Linked DNA regions of Sus scrofa: region 1 is linked to region 2. The links are chromatin contacts, called in public Hi-C maps. All regions are on one chromosome and are shown on one strand. Each heading gives the region's core, a stretch centred on a gene start, on an enhancer-like site or on the middle of the called end of the contact. The rest is flanking DNA. Distances are from core to core; before and after follow the strand shown. Region 1 has its middle 2.5 Mb from the start of SRY. Region 2 has its middle 2.4 Mb from the start of SRY.

Region 1 (4,829 bases), core at 13-2,512, 81 kb after region 2:
CAATACTTCCCATATTCAGCCCTTCCGATGGACACGCTGACCACTTCATATGTACTTCGGTCTCTAGGGTCCCATATCGGACTCCGAGATCAACACACTTGAAACAACGTTCACAAGAGTTCTCTCTCAAGAAATTACTGATCTGAAGCATTCCCTACCTAGTCCATGATGTGTTGTGGATTTGCTCGCGTGAGGATCTCTGGACTCGTTCTTAGGGGATATAGAATATGCAGTCTATGGCTCGTCATGTCCCAATGATTGGGCGTCCAAACAATGGTCTGAGCAGCCTTGGCCAGTGGGCTGGCCAACCAGAGCCCAGAGTGCAGGATATCTGTCAACAAAAACCAGTCTCTATGGAAAAGACCTCTTCATTCTCTAGCCTCAGTATTGTCAGGGACAGAGCCCACTCCCTTCCAGGATGAAACTTGTAATACCCTCAAATTGCAAGCATCATCACAGGGCTCGTGGAAGATCAGATAATCAACCCACCTTTCCTTCTTTTTGATTGTAGACACAACAAACACATTGGCACTGGCCCCATTCACCACACTCCCAGGAAGCCCTCAATGAGAGGGAGGACTAGTTCTTATCCACCTGTGGAAAAGGCACCTGAAATTGATCGGTTATATCTCGGTTGAAATGCCTCTGTTTGGAGGCCTCCCCTGTGGCGTATGAAATGCTAATATGTATTCAGAAATGTGGAGCTGAAAATGCCCCATTGGGTGTTTTCATCCCTGGGTCTACATCCAGGGCCTCCTGCTTGGTGGAGAGCATTGGGGCATGGTTTCCTTGTTGGTGCCGTGGGAGGACTTTTTTTTAAATGGCCATGAAGGGGAATTCTTTCTTCACATTTCGGAACTCCCTTGAGGTATTCTGCCCACTGATCCTCTTAAGATATCACAAGTTCAAACACCAAGAGTCTAGAATCCACATTTAGCTTGGGAGCCTGATGAGAGTGCTGGCTATGAGTCTACAGATGGAGATAATAGTGTTCATCCAAGAGGAGCACCCATCTGATGGATCCTCCTTTCCATCAACTTCGACATTCCTACAGAGCAAGAGCTCCTGGTGTCCATCTTTGAACTCTCAATGTTTGAGGGTGAGAATATCCCACATTTGGCCCATCACACACCTCTATTCGCACAGAGAGGTTGTTTGGTCAAAAGGCTCCATGGGTATAGTATCAGTGCCATGGCCCCCTCTGGCACTACACCTTTCAGAAGGAAGGCAACTCCACACACTGGCGAACCCAATTATCTCTAGCATTATGTATCTCTGATAATATATGTAGCACTTCTGGGTCAAGTGCTTTCTCAGGCACTGCCTCACACGATTACACAGTATAAGTACCTTTTGGAGAGAAAAGTTGTCATTCCAAACACCCAAACAAAAGTCCACTGGAGAGTGAAATCAAGGAACGACTGAGGAACAACACCCTATGAGCTTCCATTTCAATAGGAAGGGCCTTTTCCTCTTAGGGAAAATAGAGCGAGTCATTTAAATTGACACACACCTCGTGACCTTTGAGAAGACATGGGTGCCCAGCAGGGAGAACAGCTTGCAACCGACATATTTCTAGAGACAGGCCAAGAACGAGTGAAATCTCATGCAAGAGTCCTGATATAGCCTTTGTGTCTAATAGTACCCGGAAACCCAGAAAAGGGATTGGGAATGACATTTTGACCTGGAATGTGGCTTCAATCCAAATCTCATCTCTCTCTCTCTCTCTCTCACTCTCTCTCTCGGCTTCTTCCTCCTTCACATGCTCTCGAATCATCCTCATCCAAGGTTATCTGTGCTGGTCCAGGGTGGCATATCTCAGACAGGAGAGCCGTAACATTCTTTCACCAAGATTTTCCATTAGTCGTCCAAACTCCTCTCATATATAAAAGCATTTTTCCGAAAATAACACCTCTGTTTGTATGGAGATATTCCACCTTACACAATGTACCCCAATCTTACCATTGTCAGCCCTTCACACTGGCAGATTACCATCTCAGTGCTATTGCCTTCTACATGGTCACAGATTTGACTCCGAGATCATCATCTTTTCAACCACCTACACATACGGGACCTAGTGAGAATTCACTTCTATGCAGCACACACAACGTGTGTGATCAGGTCTGTGAAGTGGCTGGTGAGGTGGATCTCTCGAGTCTTTCTAACGGGAGTTGGGAAATGAAGTCTCTGACACTCCATGTCTCAGTGAATTGGCATGTAAGAAGGGGTCTGAGGACCTTTCAGCAGGGTATCAATGACAATGCGATAGAATTCAAGGATTCGGTCCCCTACAACCAGTCTCCATTTGGGACAATCCTCCTCCTTCTCTACACCCTCGATTGGCAGGCCAGAGTCCCATCTCGTCCAAGAGGGAAACCTCAAGACCTGCACATGCAGCCTTCACCACACGGCTCACGGAGGTGAAGAAGAGGGACTGCTGAAATTCCTGACAATTGTGTACCCCACAATCAAGCCAGCAGTGGAACTAGTCACCCCACTTCCATCCAGCACCCCAGTAGACAGGACTTATTCTTATCAACCTGGGTAATAGCCACGAGACATATCCCAGCTTCATTCTCGGGAAAATTCATACTGTGGATAGCTAGTGTGTGCTTTCATCTATTGACGTGTACGTTCAGAAGCAGGGAATTGTCCTTCCCCCCATTCCAATATTTCCTCAGGGTTGATATTGAGGACCTCGTCCTTGGTTGAATGCAGAGGGGCCTATTTTCATGGTTTGAGCTCTGGAATGAAATTTATTATCCCGTTCAAACTTAGGAGGCTTCCTTCTCCTGTTGGAAAAGACTGGACGTGATAAGCTCACTGCTCCCTTTCAGATATATCATAATCCAAAATCAAGCCTGAGCAGTGGATATTCACTTAGGAGCCTGTAGAGAATGGTGGCCATGAGAAGAATGCTGGAAATTATACTTATCATCCAAGTGTCCAATACATCCAATGGATCCTCCTTTAATGTAGTATCAACATACAATCATAGTATCAATATACTATCAACATATGCAGCATACCCTGGCGTCAGGCCAGGAAGGAGAGAAGACTCTGGTACAAGTGTGCTGGTTTATCCCATTTGTGGGATATCCAACTTAAACCAAGACTTGTCCTTGGAGCAATTATCATAACATTGCCGGTTGCTTGAATCCACAGCTCCTTTTCCTCTCTCTCTCTTTCTTTTCATCTCCTTCTCTCTAGCTCTCTCACTCTCCCCTCTGCCCCCCTTCAATCTCTCTTGAATCCTCCTGCTACAAGTTAACCTGTGGTGATAATGGATGAAATATCTTAGCCAAGAGAATGGTCCAAATGAACGCCAGCCTTTTCTCCCTGTCATCCTAAGTCTGATCAAATTTAAAATCCGTGGTGCAGAAAGACTTCCTGTGCTCTGTGGAGAGACCCCAACTAGCTCATCCTTCCACAACGCTTCCCATACTCAGCCCTTCCTATGGACACGCTGACCACTTCATATGTACTTCGGTCTCTAGGGTCCCACATTGGACTCAGAGAGCAACACACTTGAAACTACGTTCAACTGAGTGCTCTCCCAAGAAATGGCTTCTCTGCAGCATTCCCTACCTGGTTCATGAGGTATTGTGGATTTGCTCGGGTGTAGATCTCTGCATTCGTTCTTAGGGCATATAGAATATGAAGTCTATCAGTCTTCATGTCTCAATGATTCGGCATCCAAACAATGGTCTGAGCGTCCTTGGCTAGTGGGCTGGCCAACCATAGCCCAGAGTGCAAGATATCTGTCAACCAAAACCAGTCTCTATGGAATAGACCTCCTCATTCTCTAGCCTCATGAGTGTCAGGGACAGAGCCCACTCCCTTCCAGGAGGGAACTTTCAATACCCTCAAATTGCAGGTATCATCACAGGGCTGCTGTAAGATCAGACAATCGACCCACCTTTCCTTCCTTATGCTTGTAGACAAAACAAACACAGTGGCACTCTCCCCAGGCACCACACTCCCAGGGAGCACTCAATGAGAGGGAGGGCTTGTTCTTATCCACCCGTGGAAAAGGCACCTGATATATACCGGTTACATCTCGGTTGAAATGCCTGTTTGCAGGGCTCCCAGGTGGCTTAGTCTATGGAAATATGTATTCAGAAGTGTGGAGCTTAAAATGCCCCATGGGGAATGTCTTCTTCAGGAGTTACATCCAGGGCTTCATGCTTGGTGGAGAGCATTGGGGCATGGATTTCTTGTTTATGCACTGGGATGTCTTGTTTCAAATGGCCATGAAGCACAATTCATTTTTTACATGTAGGAACTCCCTTGAGGTATTCTGCCCACTGACCCCTGAAGATATCACATGTTCAAACTCTAAGCCTCTATAGTCCACTTTTAGCTTGGGACCCTAATGAGAGTTGTAGCTATGATTCTAAAGATGGAGACAATATGGTTCATCCAAGAGGAACACCCATCTGATGGATCCTCCTTTCCATCAACTTCGACATATCTCCAGAGCAAGAGCTTCTGGTGTCTATCATTGAACTCTCAAGACTTGAGGGTGAGAATTTCCCACAATGACGCACCACACACCTCTTTTCTCACAGAGAGGTTGTTTGGGCATAAGGCTCCATGGGCATCATATCAGTGCCATGGCCACCGCTGGGACTGCACCTTTCCGAAGGAAGGCAACTCCACACCCTGGGGAACCCAATTTTCTCTATTGTGCTGTATCTCTGATAACATGTGTAGCACTTCAGGGTCAAGTCCTTTCTCAGTCACTGCCTCACACGAATACACAGGACAGAATCTCTTTTGGAGAGAAAAGATGTCATTCCAAACACCCAAACAAAAGTCCCCTGGAA
Region 2 (5,460 bases), core at 672-3,171:
AGATTTTCACTCGTTCTTGGCCGGTCTGTAGAAATATGTCGGTTTCAAGCAGTCCTCCCTGCTTGGCACCCATATCTTTTCAAATGACACGAGGTGTGGGTCAAGTTAAATGAGACACTATGCTATCCCTAAGCGGAAAAGTCCCTTCCTATTGAAATGGCAGCTCATAGGGTGTTCTTCCTCAGTCGTTCATTGATTTAGTTGTCCAGGGGACTTTGGTTTGGGTGTTTGGAATGACATCTTTTCTCTCCAAAAGAGATTCTGTACTGTGTATTCGTGTGAGGCAGTGACTGAGAAGGCACTTGACCCTGAAGTGCTACATATGTTATGAGATATCCATCGTTATAGAGAAAATTTAGTTCCGCAGTGTGTGGAGTTGCCTTATTTCTAAAAAGGTGCAATTCCAGAAGTGGCCATGGCACTGATCTTATGCCCATGGAGCCTTGTGACCAAACAACCTCTCTGTGAGAATAGAGGTGTGTGATGGGCCATATGTGGGACATTCTCCCCCTCACACCTTGAGAGTTCAAGGATGGACACCATGAGCTCTTGCTCTGGAGGTATGTCGAAGTTGATGGAAAGGAGGATCCATCAGATGGGTGGTCCTCTTGGATGAACAATATTTTCTCCATATGTAGGCTAATAGCCACCACTCTCATCAGGTTCCCAAGCTAAATGTGGATTCTAGAGGCTGGGTGTTTGAACATGTAATACCTTAAAGGGATCCGTGGGCAGAATACCTCAAGGGAGTTCCTAAATATGAAAAAAGAATTGTGCTTCATGGCCGTTTGAAACAAGTCATCCCAGGGCACAAACAAGGAAACCATGCCCCAATGCTCTTCACTAAGCATGAGGCCCTGGATGTAACCCCTGAAGAAGACTTTCCCAATGGGGCATCTTCAGCTCCACACATCTGAATCCACATTTCCATAGCCTAAGCCACAGGGGAGCCCTCCAAACAGAGGCATTTTGACACATATGTAACCGGTCTATTTCAGGTGCTTTTTCCACAGGTGGATAAGAACAAGCCCTCCCTCTCCTGGAGTGCTTACTGGCAGTGTGCTGCGTGGGTTCAGTTCCAGTGTGTTTGTTGTGTCTACAATCAAAAAAAGGAAAGGTGGGTGGATAGTTTAATCTTCCAGGAGCCTTGTGATGATGCCTCAATGTGAGGGTATTGAAAGTTTCATCCTGGAAGGGAGTGGGCTCTGTCCCTGACAATCATGAGTCTAGAGAATGAGGAGGTCTATTCCATAGAGACGGGTTTTGGTTGACAGACATCTTGCACTCTGGGCTCTGGTTGGGCAGCCCACTGGCCAAGGATGCTCAGACCATTGTTTGGATGCCCAATCATTGAGACATGAAGAGTCCTAGACTTCATATTCTATATCCCCTAAGAACGAGTCCAGAGATCCACACCCGAGCAAATCCACAATACCGCATGGACCAGGTAGGGAATGCTGCAGATCAGTAGTTTCTTGTGAGAGCTCTCAGGTGAACGTTGTTGGAAGGGTGTTGCTCTCTGAGTCCAATATGGGACCGTACAGACCGAAGTACATATGAAGTGTTCAGCGTGTCATATGAAGGGCTGAATATGGGAGTTGATGTGGAAGGATGACTTAGTTGGGGTGTCTCCACATAGCACAGGAAGTCTTTCTGGACCACTGCTTTTATATTTCATCAGGCCTAGGATGACAGGCAGAAAAGGCTGGGGGATCACTTGGAGCATTATCTTGACTAATATATTTCATCCATTATCACCACAGGTCAACTTGTAGCAGGAGGATACAAGAGAAATTGAAGGGGGCCAATGGAGAGTGAGAGAGCTAGAGAGAAGGAGATCAAAAGAAGGAGAGAGAGAGGTAAAGGAGCTGTGGATTCAAGCAACCGTCAATGGGAGGAAAAATGCTCCAAGGACGTGTCCTTGTTTAAGGTGGATATCCCACAAGTGGGACAAAGCAGCACACTTGTACCAGAGTCTTCTCTCCTTCCTGGCCTGACTCCCAAAATGTGTCCATTACGATCCCTGCTCCATACTGGAAGACAGGTTTGAAAGCCTTGTTTTGGTACCTATATCTTCTCTAATGGCATAATGTCGAAATCAGTTTTAAAAATATTCCATAGTTTCCTTCAGTGGAAATTCCTCCTCCTATGGAAAGGGAATCTCGTGTGTTGTTCTTCCTCCATCGGATATCGTTTTCATTTTCAGGATCCGTGGGAAGTCGATCTTTATCTTTTTCTTTTTCTTTTGTTATTTTCCCACTGTACAACAAGGGAGTCAGGTTATCCTTACATGTATACGTTATAATTACATTTTTCCCCCACCCTTTCTTCTGTTGCAACATGAGTATCTAGACATAGTTCTCAATGCTATTCAGCAGGATCTCCTTGTAAATCTATTCTATGTTGTGTCTGATAAGCCCAAGCTCCCGATCCCTCCCACTCTCTCCCCCTCCCATTAGGCAGCCACAAGTCTCTTATCCAAATCCATGATTTTCTTTTCTGAGGAGAAGTTCATTTGTGCTGGATATTAGATTTCAATTATAAGTGATATCATATGGTGTTTGTCTTTGTCTTTCTGGCTCATGTCACTCAGGATAGTTTCTCTAGTTCCATTCTTTTTGCTGCATATGGCATTATGTCATCCGTTTTTATGGCTGAGTAGTATTCCATTGTGTATATATACCACCTCTTCCGAATCCAATCCTCTGTCGATGTACCTTTGTGTTGTTTCCATGTCCTGGCTATTGTGAATAGTGCTGCAATGTACATGCGGGTGCACGTGTCTCTTTTAAGTAGAATTTTGTCCGGAGAGATGCCCAAGAGTGAGTGGGATTGAGGGGTCATATGATAGTTCTATGTATAGTTCCCTCAGGTATCTCCAAACTATTCTCCATAGTGGCTGTACCAGTTGACATTCCCACCAACAGTGCAGGAGGCTTCCCTTTTCTCCACAGCCCCTCCAGCCCTTGCTATTTTTGGATTTATTACTGATGGCCATTCTGACTTGTGTGAGGTGGTATCTCAGGGTAGTTTTGATTTGCATTTCTCTTATAACCAGCGATGTTGAGCATTTTTTCATGTGTTTGTCGGCCATCTGTATATCTTCTTTGGAGAAATACCTATTCAGGTCTTTTGCCCATTTTTCCATTGATTGATTGTTTTTTTTGCTGTTGAGTTGTATAAGTTGCTTATATATTCTAGAGGTTAAGCCCTGTCTGTTGCATCATTTGAAACTATATTCTCCCATTCTGTAAGTTGTCTTTTTGTTTTCTTTTGGGTTTTGATTTGCATTTCTTTTATAACCAGCGATGTTGAGCATTTTTTCATGTGTTTGTTGGTCATCTGTATATCTTCTTTGGAGAAATACCTATTCAGGTCTTTTGCCCATTTTTCCATTGATTGATTGGCTTTTTCGCTGTTGGGTTGTATAAGTTGCTTGTATATTCTAGAGATAAGCCCTTGTCCGTTGCATCATTTGGAATTATTTTCTCCCATTCTGTAAGGTGTCTTTTTGTTTTCTTTTGGGTTTCCTTTGCTGTGCAAAAGCTTTTCAGTTTGATGAGGTCCCATGGGTTTATTTTTGCTCTAATGTCTATTGCTTTGGGAGACCGACCTGAGAAAATATTCATGATGTTGATGTCAGAGCCTGTTTTGCCTATGTTTTCTTCTCGGAGTTTGATGGTGTTCTGTCGTATATTTAAGTCTTTCAGGCATTTGGAGTTTTTTTTTGTGCATGGTGTGAGGGTGTGTTCTCGTTTCCTTGCTTTGCATGGAGCTGTCCAGGTTTCCCAGCAATGCTTGCTGAATCGACTTTCTTGTTCCCATTTGAGGTTCTTGCCTCCCTTGTCCAAGATGAATTGACCCTAGGTGTCAGGGTTTCTTTCCGGATTCTCTCTTCTGTTCCATTGGTCTGTCTGTCTGTTTTGGTACCAATACCACACTGTTTTGATGACTGTGGCTTTGTAGTATTTCTTGAAGTCTGGGAGCGTGATGCCTCCTGCTTGGTTTTTGTTTCTCAGGATTGCTTTGGCGATTCTGGGCCTTTTGTTGCTCCATATAAATGTTTGGATAGTTTGTTCTAGTTCTGTGAAAAATGTCCTGTGTCATTTGATAGGGATTGCATTGAATCTGTAGATGGCTTTGGGTAGGATGGCCATTTTTACAATATTGATTTTCCCAATCCAGGAATATGGACTATCTTTCCATTTCTTTACGTCTTCTTTGATTTCTTTGATTAAAGTTGTATAGTTCTCGGCATATAGGTACTTTACCTCCTTGGTAGGGTGTATTCCGAGGTATTTGATTTTGTGAGGTGCAATTTTAAAAGGTACCGTATTTTTGTATTCCTTTTCTAATGTTTCATTGCTGGTGTACAGAAACGCAACTGACTTCTGAATGTTAATCTTATATCCTGCTACTTTGCTGAATTTATTAATCAGTTCAAGGAGTTTTTGGGTTGAGTCCTTAGGATTTTCTAGGTATAGTATCATGTCATCTGCATACAGTGACAGTTTGATCTCTTCTCTTCCTATATGGATGCTTATATTTCTTTTTTTTGTCGGATAGCTGTGACTAGGACTTCCAAAACGATGTTGAAGAGCAGTGGTGAGAGTGGGCATCCCTGTCTGGTTCCAGATTTGAGTGAGAAGGCTTTCCGTTTTTCCCCATTGAGGATTACATTTGCTGTGGGTTAATCATAAATGTTTTTGATGATATTCAGGAATGTTCCCTCTATACCCACTTTGGCGAGGGTCTTGATCATGAATGGGTATGGAACTTTGTCAAATGCTTTTTCGGCGTCTATTGTGATGATCATATGATTTTTGACTTTTTTTTTGTTCATGTGGTGTATGATGCTGATTGATTTGCGAATGTTGAACCATCCTTGTGAAACTGGGATACACCCAACCTAGTCATGGTGTATAAGTTTTTTGGTATGTTGTTGGAGTCGGTTGGCTAAGACTTTGTTGAGAATTTTTGCATCTATATTCATCAATGATATTGGGCGATAGTTTTCTTTTTTGGTGGTATCTCTGTCTGGTTTTGGAATGAGGGTGATGGTGGCCTCATCAAATGTCTTTGGGAGTACTCCTTCTTCTTCCACCTTTTGAAAGAGTTTCAGGAGGATTGGCACCAATTCCTCTTTATATGTTTGATAAAATTCACCTGTGAAGTAATCTGGTCCTGGACTTTTATCTGTAGGGAATGATTTTATGTCCTCTTCAATTTAATTTCTAGTGATCGGTCTGTCCAGTTGGTCTGTTTCTGCTTGATTCAGTTTTGGCAGGCTGTAAGATTCTAGAAAATTGTCCATTAGTTACAGATTGTCAAACTTGTTGCCATACAGTTGTTCATAGTGTTCTCTTATGGTTTTTTATATTTCTGCTGTATCCGTTGTGATTTCTCCTTTATCATTTCTAATTTTGGTTATTTGGGTTCTTTCTCTCCTCTTTTGAGTGA

Evidence for each region. Hi-C and Micro-C count contacts between places; a contact is called where the count stands out from the background.
Region 1: a contact with region 2 is called in a Hi-C map of differentiating spermatogonia, with 2.3 times the contacts expected there. The contact joins two enhancer-like sites. A contact is called at or near these places in 4 of 47 Hi-C or Micro-C datasets (differentiating spermatogonia, epiblast stem cells, skeletal muscle and 1 more).

The regions. Positions count from the first base shown.
Region 1 is chrY:42,979,824-42,984,652 of Sscrofa11.1, forward strand. No RefSeq gene overlaps it. Among named protein-coding and RNA genes, the nearest start is that of SRY, 2.5 Mb to the left of the region's middle. Within about 2 kb of position 1,263, at least 7 of the 83 cell types and tissues checked have an H3K27ac peak or open chromatin away from gene starts, as enhancers often do. A contact at or near this core is called in differentiating spermatogonia, where this site is marked.
Region 2 is chrY:42,898,575-42,904,034 of Sscrofa11.1, forward strand. No RefSeq gene overlaps it. Among named protein-coding and RNA genes, the nearest start is that of SRY, 2.4 Mb to the left of the region's middle. Within about 2 kb of position 1,922, at least 9 of the 83 cell types and tissues checked have an H3K27ac peak or open chromatin away from gene starts, as enhancers often do. A contact at or near this core is called in differentiating spermatogonia, where this site is marked.